Regions from separate parts of the Arachis hypogaea genome. Here region 1 is linked to region 2. Evidence: chromatin contacts called from public Hi-C data. All regions are on one chromosome and are shown on one strand. Each heading gives the region's core, a stretch centred on a gene start, on an enhancer-like site or on the middle of the called end of the contact. The rest is flanking DNA. Distances are from core to core; before and after follow the strand shown.

Region 1 (6,954 bases), core at 3,863-6,362, 46 kb after region 2:
ATAATAATTAATAAATATTAAATAAGATCAATTCTAACTGTTTTTAGTTAATTTAATTTGGTTATTAAACATTTTCGTTATTCTAGCGCCGGACACTGATTTGTGCAAATTAAAGTGGCTAGCTTAGCAAATTACATGTATACATATTTCAAGCTAGATTAGAAGAAATCTCGCGAAGCTAACAACACATACAATAAATGTCACAAGTGATGAATTGATGAGTACTTCAAATGGTGAGAAAATGATAGGGATCGCAGCACGTCAAAGATGACCATAGCACACATACACAGTTGACACCTTCCTGCGTTAGCGTTAATCATTTCTATTTACGATAATAAAACAACTACCACATAAATATTGCATTATGGATATCGAAAATATTTAATAACAAAAAAATAAAAAATAATCAAAATTTAGTTTATTTAATATTTGTTAATTATTATAAATTTTGGTTTTTTTTAGCGTATTGATTGCTCTAGTTATTTTAGAGGAAATAAATTAAATGAAAACGTACATCTTTTTGGCATGCAAAATTCCAAAACCTAGCTAGGTTCCCTCGGCCGTAGCTAACATGTGATCCAAAGCATGCGATGCAAGCTTATGAGATGACTGGCCTCAAGTCCCTCGAAGCTTTTTCTTTTTATAGCAAAAATTATTTTGCATATAATCATATTCGAACATTTAAAATTGTATAAATTACAAATATTAATTGTTCCATAATAAAATAAAAATTAAAAATAAAAATATCTGTAACTCCAATCAATTATCCAAAACTAATAATGCATGCATGGTTTCATTATTTAAAGACTTGCATGACCTTCAATTTGTCCGTATTAGCCGCCACATCAGCGATGAATAGCCACGCGCGTATAAGGTTAAACCTACCATTAATACTAAAAGCTTTGACGCGCTTACCACCTTGAATCTCGATCAAACAGTGACGTCATAATGCATGCTAATAGTCACCTAATGTCCCTCCAAAATTCTCGGAAATCAATTTATTAATTATAATTAATTGCATGGAAATATTAAATGAGTAATAATTCTTCACATGTTTGACACGTGTACGGAAAAACCGTATTGATGCAACAAACGTCCACGATGCATCCTCATGTAGATAACTTGCAGGGCCACGAGTCCCAGTACTTATCAAGGGGTGGTTTGGTAACTTTGCTCAACATACGTCTTAAGTCTTAACAAACTTTCCTTTATAAAAAGCGTGAGCGAGTAGTGGATCTAATTATTCAGTTGTTATTGGAGCATGGTCTTCTCTCAAAACAGAAAAGAAACGAAGAAAGAAAGAAAGGGTAAGAGAATTTCAAATTTTCAATGATTATCTTCTTTTCCACTTTCCAGTTAGTTGCAGTAAAAAATGATTTTAATGTTTAAATTTATTATAGAGATATGGAGAATGGAAACACGTCATCGTCAGGAATAGCAAGAACGAAATCGGATCAGCTATTGATGATGGAATCGGCGACGGCGGCGAATAGTATTAAATCATCGCCGGAGAGTGGTGGAGGAGGAAACCTGTCTCGGAAATCGAGCAGGAGGATGACGCACATAAGGAAGTCTCGGAGCGCGCAGATGAAGATAGAGGTGGATGAGGTGAGCAGCGGTGCGGCACTTAGCAGAGCGTCAAGTGCGAGCTTGGGGCTGTCTTTCTCCTTCACTGGCTTCACTCTTCCTCCTGATGATGAAATCTCCGACTACAAGCCCTTCAGTGACGATGATGATATTCGTAAGCCTCTTCTTTCAACTTCTTCTTCCACTTGCTTTTTATATAATTAAAATAAGATGAAAATTCTAGTTAAATATATTAAATTATTTAATTATTTTTAATTATCAACCTCATAAATATCTCACAATAATTCTCTTCTCTCAATTTATATATCAAATACATTTATATTATGTGATTGACACACAGTGTTACATAAAGCTATCTTCATCACAAATAACTCTTAATTCCCTTCTCTCAATCTAAATATTAAATACATTTATATTACATGGTTAAAGCTACAGACTTACTTACAACTATCTTCCTCTCAAATAACTCATACCTCTCTTCTCTCAATCCAAATATCAAATACATTTATATCACAGGATTAAGATGAAGACTTACTTACAGTTTTCTTAGTCTGAAGTTAATAATTAATAAATAATAATTTATTCAAACTTTTTAAATTATTTAATAATTTTTAATTGTTAATTTTATATAAAAAAATTACTCCATGTAAATTTTTACCTATAATTAATAATTGGTAACTACAAAATTATTCATCTGAATATAGCAAATAAAAGTTTAGTCAAATAGTCAAGTTATTTAACTATTTTCACATTTTGTCTTTTATAGGAAGGCAACTTTAACTTACCTTAATAATTTTATAAAAGAAAATAAAAAAATTAAATTAAATATTTTTAAATAATAATTATTAACATTTTAGGAAATATTTTATCTTTGTTAATTGTATTTTTTGAACGCAGTAAATTATATAAAAAAAACGTCATAATTTAATTGTTAAAAAATACGATTGACAATATGATTTAAAAAGATTCAATTTTATCTTTCATTAAACTTCAAATCAAATTATCTAGAGGCGTATAGATAGTGATTAGCAAAATGCACGTTGGATTTTTTTTTTATTATATTTACTCATGCGCTTCTGTACAAATTAATTAATTATTAGGGGGTGAAGGCTTATACGTACCTTTTTCAATGATGTTTCACGAGTATGAATATGATAGTATATACTACATTAATTGAGTTTCGAATTGAGGCTCAGATTTCATCAGTCTTTTAATAATAAGAATTAAAGGTTACGAACGCTCTAGAACTTAATATATATGTTGTGTCCTTATTAGAACCACGAAGTAATAAAATATATAAATAAATTATTCTGGGTTTAATTATTTGATGATATATGTCATCCAAAAAAAAAAATTAAGCCACCAAAAAAATTATTTGATGATATATAATTATATATGAATGCATATTTAGTTCTCGTGTTCTTTATTACATCGCTGATATATATGTTGATTAGTTTTTTCCTACCTTTTTCTTTTCCTTTCATCCTATAAACAGTGAACTTTTGGAAGGAAAATAAATGAACTAATTAAATATCATTTCAGGACAAAATAAATGAACTAATTTAATATAAAAAACATTTAAATTTTTTAAAAATAAGAACATATAAAATTTAATTAGAAAAAATATTTTTAAATTTAAACTTAACAAAAAAATCATATTTAATAAATTTCATATTAAATTTGTTTAATAATCTATTATAATATTAGTTGAAATTAACTATTATAATATTGATTCCCTAACGTTAGTCTTCAGCAACAGAATTATTCTTCAAGGAATTATTTTGTATATAAAATATTTTTTATATACACACACAATTATCTATTATTACTTTAAATCATTAAAAAATTAATCCCTTATTATTATTATTATTATTATTATTATTTAAAAGCCATATGATATAAATATCTAGTTTGATGACATGTTAATTATACTTAATTTTTAATCGATTTCTTTTTAGATATTATTAAGCAAGCAAGCAACATCAATTACAGTTTAAGTATTTGTTTAAATTGTGTGACAAATTAAATAATGGTCCCCATTGGCGTTGCAGTTTAAGTACTTAATAAACATTTTTTCAAGTAAAACTTACATTATTGTTATACACAGAAATAACAACGGCAAAAAGAACAAAAATAGGTAAGTACAATCCCTAATTAGTACGGCTCCGTGATTACCACTGAATTTGGTCATCCCTACTCATCCTTATTATGGAAACATCAAACACCACAGTATTCTCTTACATATTTAAACTTTAACTAGTACTTTTTTTTAGTTTTTATCTTATTTTATTCCTCCAATTACATATATTTATTTTCTCATGGACAAGAGATTTGATTAAAGACTTAGTGATAGATGAAATTAGGAAGGGTTACAACTTACAAGCTGCTGGTATCTGACATTACTATTTTTTTATATACTTATTTGGCATTACTATTAAGGCTTATGCACTTTAAAGATGTGTTGTTTATTTTCTTAAAATAATAATAAAAAAATACGCACATATAAATACATGTAGAGTGTTCAATTATTAAGATATTAATAAAGAATAAGGTGAACGTGTATCGGATTGAATTTGATATGGTTAAAATTTCGATCCGATCCATATTAAAATTATTCAATATATGTGGTTTTTAAATTTGGACATGTGCGGATTGAATCGGATTGAATATTGGATATATTCATAAAATACAAAAATATTTTTAAAAATTTATTTTTATTAAAAAATATCAATAAAATTCATTTTTTCTATTCTTTTAAATATGTTTATTTTTAAAATAATATTAAACATACTTTTCTTAAATAATAAATTAAAATAATACAACATATATGATAATTATTAGTTGAAATAAAATATAAAAAAATATTTATTTATTTATTTCTTTATTTTTGTAGATATGCAGATATGTAGATCAAATATGCAGATACCTATACAAAATTTGCAATCCGATTCTATTAGTGTGCGAATTGGATCTGATCCGATAGCTTTACAGATCGGATATATCCGTAATTTTCGGATAAAATTCGAATAAATACTACGGATATATGAATCAGATCCGATGTATGAACACCCCTATAAAAAAATATACTTGTTATTAAAAACTAATTCTATCTTTATGATTAATGATGAAGATTATAAGAGTAGAAAGTAACATTTTAAAAATTTTGAAAAAGCAAAATTATAATAAAAATTTATGTCTTGGATGTAATATGTGTCTCAGTTATCTAACTACAAACCAACAAACCTTTAACTACAAACCCGTGATTAACGGTCCAGAACAACTACACAAGTATAATTAATGTTACTGTGCTAATGTCCTTTTCCATATGAGCCACTTGTGTCTAAGCCTAATCTTCATGGTCCCCACAAGTCACCAATTCATCATAATAATTAATAACATATAGTAACGTCGGTCTAATTAACCACGAAAATTATTTTATTTAATTTAGTCTAGGAGAGTTCAATACATTAGGTTTATGTATATTTCTTTGTTGACTATGATCATTGACGACAATTTGATGTAGCACTTCATAACTGGACCTATATGATGACTCTTCCTTCATTGTTTTTTTATGGAAAAGCACAGTATATTGTTTCAATCTTGGGCCCCTTTATTAGAGTTCAGTTTGATTTTTTGTAACGTATATAGTGGAATCTGTTTGACTTACCATAAAGTATTAATTATTATTATTAAGGGTCTCAATCAATTTTCTTTCATTTGGACTTTATAGATCAGATAGACCTGCTGTGAATATCATTGCACCTTCAATCATTTTTCTTTACACTATATAATATATATATACATAGTTAGAGAAAAATGAAGTAATAAACTACACAGAATAACTGCCTAGTATATATTGGCTTCTACTTTTGAAGAGGAAACATATATTTTAATCCAAAATTATATATAAAATAGGTTGCATATAATGTATATTGCAGCGGAAGATATTGAAGCTGGAACTCATAAGCCAAAGTTTCAAATGGATCTTACTCTACCAATATATCTAAAGGTACCACATATTATTTTTACATATAAATAACAATAATAATAATAATAATAATAATAATAATAATAATAATAATAATAATAATAATAATAAAAGCTTTTGTTGCTGTTGATTCAATTCCCTGCCTGCACCGGTATCCAAACCTTGATGAATAATAGAGCGTGAGTTTGATATGGTGCTATATATGTATTTGGGCAGGGAACGATTATTGAAGCTTCATTATAGCAATCATTGATCAACGCCACCAATAAGCTAGCAATATAAGCATGATCAGGTTCAGTCTTGTACAATGTTTCATATTTCTTGTGATGTCAATGTACAAGACTACCCCTCCTCTCACCCAAAATTAATAATAACATTATTACCTACCATAATCTTTTTTATTTTCATTTTTACATTTTTTTTCTTTTTGATGATGATGCCTATACTAACACACACATACAGGGCATCAGTGTAAATTTATTTTGTCATACCCTTGAAGAAAGACATAGGTTGAGGCTTTGGAAACCATCTTCTGGATTTGAGAGGCTTTATAAGATATGTGCATTGAGCTTAATTTTATGCTTGATATAATAATAATAATAATTAGTTACTAGTAAATAAGAGTTAAATTGTGATTATGGGGATAAATGTGCAGTTCAGTGATGTGACATATAAGGTAGTGATGAAAGGAATGACAACAAGTGAGGAGAAGGATATACTGAAGGGTATAACTGGTTGTGTGAGTCCAGGGGAAGTTTTGGCATTGATGGGACCCTCAGGAAGTGGAAAAACATCACTGCTGAATCTTCTTGGAGGAAGAATAACTCATCACCCCACTGTTGGTGGATCTATCACCTACAATGACCAGCCTTATTCTAAGTTCCTCAAGAGTAGGTAAGATTCCAACACCTATCTTCACTTTCTTATACTATTTTGGAGAAAACTCACGTGGAGATGTCTTCAAATGAATTTGATAGTTGAAAATCGTTAGAAAATTTGACATGTTTGATTGTATGCATGTGGTGGCAGGATTGGATTTGTGACACAAGATGATGTTCTGTTTCCTCATCTAACTGTAAAAGAAACATTGACATATGCAGCCAGACTAAGATTGCCAAATACATTAACTCAGGAGCAAAAGGAACAACGTGCTTTAGATGTCATCTATGAGCTTGGTTTGGAAAGGTAGTAGTAACTAAATAATGAATAGCTTGATTATCATTCTATACACAACAATATAGGAATAGTAATAGTATGATACATGAAACAGGTGCCAAGACACTATGATAGGAGGATCCTTTGTTCGAGGAGTATCTGGGGGAGAGAGGAAGAGAGTCTGTATTGGCAATGAGATCATAATCAACCCTTCTCTTCTTCTT
Region 2 (7,434 bases), core at 788-3,287:
GAATTAACAGATATTTAAAAAATAGTGTTATAATATAAAAAAGAACAACCTAAGTAAAATCTAAATAAAATTAAAAAAATAACAATTTAAATAAAATAATTTGAAATTTAAAAAATAACAACCTAACTAAAATAACCCAAACAAATAAAATAATTTAAAATTTAAAAAATAACAACCTATGTAAAACAACCCAAACTTAAAATTTGAAAAAAACAACTTAAGCAAATAATAATTTATAATTTATAAATATAAATTTAAAAATTTCTAGTCACGACACGTAAGCAAATAAACTCCCAGACTCAACGTATGAGCGCCACGTCAGCAAATTGGCTCCCTATTTGTATTACTATAAAGATTATCAACAAAATTTTAGAATTATATACGGTCATTGAAGTTCTTATTATAAATAACATTGATGGTTGTAACTTTTGTCTTGAATGAATTATTCTCAATTAATACCCTTAAACCGGATTTTGATTTTACCCTTCACAAAGCAATATATAGTTGATCGTGGAAAAAAAACAGGTTTCGGCAAGTACAATCCCACCGTTGTTAAAGTTTGACTCTGAGACTTGTTAATAGTTTTAGAAAATAAAATAACTAATGGAAATTGTCTCCTTTAAAACCTAAAAGGAATAGTAGCATTATTGGGTATCATGTTCATCCGTGGTATCAAAACCACTCAACCTGCTTTATTTCCTATTAATGCGATGCATTCAATAACATGATAACCTAATATGTGTACATATAATCTTGTGTCATTGCATAGCCCATTTGATTAATCAATGTTTCGTAGTAACGTTACTGGTATACCTTCTTTAAGAGTCAACAGGTGAGACAGCAAGTCTGAACAATTTATAGCATTGAGAACATTTGGAGTAATTGTACCTAATTTAGATTCCATGTTACCTTCCCCTGCGCACAATGAATCAGAGCTAAGGTAGGTCTTCTCCTCTCCAATTAAAGATTTCATTATGTGCTTGTTAACATCGTTGACAATCTCAAGTGTAGGAACAAGTATTGTTCTGTCTGTGAAGTACAACTCATTGTTTAAATTTAGAAACAAATTTGGATACACAAAATTAACTAAAGAATTGAAACCATCTTCATTGTCATGAATAAGGATGTCTTCAGGTATGTTAACTTCGCTTTACATACCAGCTTGGCTAACGAAGTACGTTGCTTGATATAACACACAGTCTTCATTTAGATCAAGTGGTATCTTAAACCTTGAATGAATCGTACGGTCATTGGGGAGTAATAAGGATGCAATCCCAACATATCCATATACAAAAAAAAGCCTCCAACATCATCATTTACAGCACTAATCACCTTATCAAATGGTTCACGCTGCTCCAAATTCATGGTGTGTAAATTATTCTCCAACTCCTCCTTCAGCAGGGATAAATCAAAGTTCATCTCATCCATTATTAGAGGATTATCTATGCCCTCTAGATCATCAATAGTTGGGAGAAGCAACTGATCATACTCCTTAAACGATCTACCATTAACTTGTAATTTGTCCTAAATCTTGAAAAGAGTTAGATTAATAATTTGCTCTTCAGAAAGTTGTAACTCTGCATTACAACTATTGTTATTGTGGTGTTATATATATACATAATAATATAATAAAATTAAAGATACAACATTCGCAATGCATAGCCTTCTTGTGAGAATAAAGGGTGTCTTCAGATAATATATGATAACACTGTTCTCAAATCTTTATAGGACTCGAGATATTGTTTGATAGTAACAGAACAACAAATAGATCTCGAATGTATCTTGCAGAAGCCCACGTGCTTGCTTCCAACATAGCGTCAATAAATTCTTTATCACGTTGCAACAAACCTAAAGCATAACACGCTTCCTTGAATATTGAATACACAACACCATCTACTATTCGAAGATGGATGAAACTCAGGCACCCTTTCTGAATGTTCAGGAGAAGTTTGAGGTAGTAGTCTTCTCCATTGCCATGTGGCACATGGGTTAACCTACCAATTGAAAACCCTTGCTTCCTTGGCATCCACATGACCATATTGATATGTCCTCTTTCCATACAAATTTCTTAGGGAATTGGCTGTATGTAAGAGACCGGCCAAAAGGAAACAACTGATTAGCGAGCATCCATGCTAACAATTTAGTGAGCTTGCCATCCACCATTTCTATGACATCAATGATGTTTTCATGATCCCTAAAGACAACTGGATGTTTATTGGGTAAATGGGAAGGTAGTCTAATTACCAAAGGCTCTTTTTATTGTATGTCATACCTAAATACCCTCTAAGCAGTCTCACAGGCAGATATGTACCTACAATCATAATTACATATCTCATCAACAACCTGTTGGCAATCACCATCACCTGTTGATTGATAAAAAGTAGCTGTGACCCTATCATTGCCCTTGTGAACATACTTAAATAGATATTTTATTGCAGATGTCTAACATGTATGCTCGACATTAATGTGACAACCATACTTTAACAGCAGTGATGTGTTGTAGGGTACAATGAAAGAATTGTCAAGAACTACGCTCCTTTTTAAAATTGTGCGCCCATTGTCAAGCCTTTTATACTTTGGGAACCCAACTTCATCAATGATAGTCATTCTTTGAAATTGTTTTGGGTAAAATTTAGAGCAACGATCATTGATCATGCAAGGACTGTTCTTATTATGACGACCACATGGTCCATAAACCATGAACTTCTCTACTACTGCATAGAGCTTAGGTCTACGTAACTTATCTGGTATCTCAGCACAGATCATCTTGTCAATGTCATATGGAGATTTAGGTGTGTGATTTGGATCCAACAATAGAATATGAGCATGTGATAAGCCACGTTTCTGAAATTCTACAATACATACATCTGCAAAAAATTGGACAATGCGTTAAAGATATTAGATGAAATTTAGTTAAATAATGTATTACTCACATGCAGATATCTTGCCAAAGAATCTCCCGTGCTTAAAGTCCATAATAAGCTCATTCAACTTTATGTGAAAGATCCTAGACACTATGTCAGGTCGATCTTCAGCTTTAAGACCTGAGTCCTTTAATAAACATTTAATCTCATCCCATTCAGAATTGCATGTTATTGTGACAAAACAACTTGGGTATCTTGCATATTTGCAAATTACAAAAGCATCTTTACAATTATTAAACGTATATATTGGATCACCAGTGAAACTACTTGGAAAGATTATACATTGATCAGTAGCCACAGCATTTGCTTCGCCTCTAACCAATGACTCATGCATGTAGAGAGCTGTACTTATCAACCCTCAATTTAGGTTGGTTGTTCCATATAAAACTAAGACATTTAGACTCTATCATAGTGTAAGCATCCACCAAGAATTACTGAAATAATCTTATAGAATAAAACAAAATGGGAGAATATTCAAATCTCATCTGAATTCGATATAAGAAGAACTCTTTCATGCTTATATTATTTCTCTTATATAAAGAACTACTTCCATGGCGTAGAGAAGTTTCAATTCCTAGTCTAAGACTGTCTTCTCCATACGAAAATAATAAGGGATACTGAAGGGGCAAGTACAATGGGTGAAGAACGTCAATCATTTGTAACTTCTTGAAAGTGGTCTCAATGATTATTTCGCTGTCTAAAATAGATTCATTAATGTCTCCAACAATTAGAATAGCAACCTCTTAAGCAGTTGGTAAATTGTAGAGTCTTCCATTCTTAACCCTGTTCAAATAAGGTTCATCTTAATATCTGAACGATTCTCATTCTTGAACCTTTATCTAGCATAACAAAAACTCCTCACCAGTTCATTGTGGTTATCCAACATTTCCTTCAAGTCGTGCACAATTTGTCTTTCAATAGCGTTTGATAAATCAACGGAATTGATATAAATTTTAAAAGAAATTAAATTAAAACTTGTTTTTAAAAGAATTGAGAAATAATATTTCGTCAACGTAAAAAAATGCAATGTATTATATACCTCGCAGCAGATATTCGATTTTTGATTTCATTCTCTGTATCATAAATATAAAGCTAGGAAAATTTGGTCCTATCATTTTCAACTCGAAGTAAACTACCGATTGAATGGTAATTTTTTCCACTGATTGAAAATGTAAGTGGAGCTGAGCCATTATTGATGGTACGATTAATTTTTCCAGCCATCGATATGAAAGCGAACATTGACTTAAACTTACGTTTGTGTCTCCGGAAGTATTTTCCTTTTTCATTATCATTATAATGCAACTCTTCAAGACAAATAAGAACTTCTTTAAGATTTGGGTGTTCAACCTTTCCGTCCATGCAACATAACCCAAACTTTGCAATTTTGTTTCTTACACTTTTTGAGAGTCTCACACCTTCCCATATTGTTGCTTTACAATAAACACAATTATAAACCAAATCACTAGCATCCCAAGTATCTGCATATGTATCAATTTTAAGATTGTGTAATAATAAAATATTAATAATTTAATTTCATAAATTAAATGAAAAAAATTACATGAGTTACCTTCTTCAATTGAAGGAGTAAATGATGTACCACATACATTGTGCTCCACGTTTGCAAATTATTTTTTATATAAATTAAACAAAACTATATAGATAAATTTTATGTATAAAAGTTTTTTTGATATAATAAGTGATATAATACTACCTTCATAGTTATATGAATCATCACGATCAATGATATCATTCTCTAATACAATGTCGTCAAATCCATCTATAACTGGAAGACATTTATACAAAATTGGATTAATATTAAATAAATAACGCATATTAATATTTATTTCACATAACTTAAATAAAAATAATACCTGTGTGATCCTCATAATCTTCTAGAATTTCTGAATCACAATTATGGTTAACTGAATTGGTAATCTACCTGTTTTGTTGGACTATAGACTGGGGTATAACATTCAAACTAAAAAAGAAATTCTTAAACTTATAATTTGTCGTCTTCATAAAAAAAAGTTGAACTAAACGTTATAATAATTAAGCATCTAAACTTATAATTCCATTATAAATTAGCTTAATAATAATTAGGTACTAGCAATTAAGGTGAATAGACTGCAGTATAACGTTCAAACTAAAAAAGAAATTCTTAAACTTATAATTTGAGTTCTTTATAAAAAATTTTGAATTAAACATTATAATAATTAAGCATCTAAACTTATAATTCCACTATAAATTAACTTAATAATAATAAGATACTTACCATTCATGTGAATTCGATCTGCCACTACTTGTGATATTTGGAGAAAACTTCGTTATATAAGAACTCGAAAAAGGTTGATCACCCATGCAATTCGTTTGATGATATGAGTTCTCCTTCCCAATTGTTTTGATTTTAGATTGAATGGAAAAATATGAAGAACAATTCACTGATAACATAAACATTAGTTAATGACCAATTGATTCTGTGGACATAAAAAATTAACCAATTCAATTAGGTATCTTTTAAAAATTTTATAATATTCAGCTTTTTATTACCATAATTTAAAAAAATAAAACAAACACATCTAAAAATTATGAATAGATTTAGTGTATTTTTAAAATTAAATACACATCTAAAATACAAACTAAATAAAATTGAAATTTAAAATTTAAATTTTAAATTTCTGTTTCAGATTTAATATATTTAATTATTAATATATTACAATTTAAATACACATTCAAAAATCAAATTAATTAAAATTCAATTTTTCAAATTTAAAAATCTAAAATAAACCTTAAATAATCTAATAAGACCATACAAAACCTTGAAGGAAGCAGAGCAATCACATTCACCGCACAACATAAACCCAGAGGCGCACGCCGTCCGTGGTTCGTCATCCTCCGCCGCCGTTCATCCGCGCCACCTTCCTCCTCAACGCTCATCGTCGACGCCGCCTTTCTGCTCCTCGGCGCTCATTTACAACGCCGCCTTCCTCCTCCTTGGCGCTCATCTTCGTCGCGCCTTCCTCCTCCTCATCGCCGTTCGTCCGCATAAGCGTCGCCATTCACCTGCGCCGAAAACATACCTAAGGTTTGGACGGGTCTCTGTTCATAGAGTTTTTCTTTGCGCATTCTCTGACACAGTTGCTTTTCTTATTATCTTGTATAATATTCTTTTTTGTAATTAAAAATCGATTAAAATAGCTTGAAGAGATTCTCATATATATTGCAATGTTAAATTGTTTTTGCATGTGTAATTTCTGTATTTTGGAAGTGTTTACGTTCTTCACTGAGTTTTGGATGTGTTTACATGAGTTTTAGTTGTCTGCAAGGGAATATTATGTGAATTTTACTGATATCTGGTTGTTCTATTCTCATACTTGTGTTGAGGATTAATTTGTTTTTATTGGTGATTTTTGTTGACTATTAGTTATCTAGTGTGCAAGCTTGTGATTTAGGTTGTATAAACATATAATTTTGTATGTGTAATATTATAAATTTTGGGATGTGTAATAGGAACAAATTTGAAGCATCATCTTCAAGTTTTTAAGGTGGAGTTATTACTACGCCTACTAATCAGGTAAGTAATTTATACAATGTAATTAGTTATTCTATATACAGTGTTTTTGCTTATTTGTACAGTGTGTTCAACTTGTTAATTGTTCATTCATCGTGCATAAATTACACTTGGTTATAGTAGGTGAAATTTTTTCTAAACGCTAACTAGATTGACTTGCAATACATCCAAAATAATATCCCATCTTTTAAATTGGTTCTTACACACATCTAAAACTCATTCATTTGAACCAATGACCTAACCTTTAACATAAGTAAGGAACATAAAGAAGCGGTCTTGTATAAGAGAACGAGATAGAAGAAAATCATGTTACAGAGAGAAAAGAAACGTAAAAGAAGGAAACAATTACTAACTATGAAGTGGGTAGGAAGTTTAGAGAAATTTTAGTTTTTAAAATTTAAATTAATCTTAATTACGAATGTGTATCTAAAAAATAGGAATATGTTTTAATTAAAAAATAACTAATAATATTAAAGGCTTACCAAAGGCTGAATTTTATTGTATAAGTAGCATTTTTCTATTTTTAAAATAAAATACAAATAAAACCCCACAAAATTAATTTTTGTTATTATTTAACAATTTTTTTTTAACAAATGGATCATATTGTCCCAAAATAAAAAGGTTGAGGACCGAAGTGTTCGTTTTTTTTTTTGGACAGGGATCTCATAAATGGATAAGGACCGGATTGGATCTTTACTCCTAAAAGTTATTCCCACATTTGTTGTCGCATTCTCTTTATTATCTTATTGAGATGGGGGATTTTAAGTGAAATACTGTTAAATACCATGGGTTCCATGAATTGATCAAAATTAAGTAGTTGATGACAAAGAAATAAAATGTAATAGAAGATGAATATAAAAGTAACAGACAAAATAACTTGATGAACCACTTAGCACAAACACTAATAAGAACTTGAACTATTTTTCCCAGTGACTGATGAAA

Evidence for each region. A called contact is a pair of places that touch in the nucleus more often than the background predicts.
Region 1: a contact with region 2 is called in a Hi-C map of leaf, with 3 times the contacts expected there. The contact joins the enhancer-like site here to the promoter of LOC112717959 in region 2. A contact is called at or near these places in 4 of 8 Hi-C or Micro-C datasets (all in leaf).

Annotation. Positions count from the first base shown.
Region 1 is chr10:111,038,124-111,045,077 of arahy.Tifrunner.gnm2.J5K5, forward strand. It overlaps LOC112716562 (ABC transporter G family member 22), which reads left to right and starts at 1,145. Exons shown (of 11, transcript XM_025768485.3): 1 at 1,145-1,307; 2 at 1,401-1,741; 3 at 5,526-5,596; 4 at 6,231-6,469; 5 at 6,605-6,760; 6 at 6,846-6,954. The coding sequence starts at 1,405. Within about 2 kb of position 5,113, at least 2 of the 3 cell types and tissues checked have open chromatin away from gene starts, as enhancers often do.
Region 2 is chr10:110,994,787-111,002,220 of arahy.Tifrunner.gnm2.J5K5, forward strand. It overlaps LOC112717959, which reads right to left and starts at 2,038. Exons shown (of 22, transcript XM_072204317.1): 1 at 1,755-2,038; 2 at 1,230-1,501; 3 at 806-1,029. The coding sequence starts at 2,038.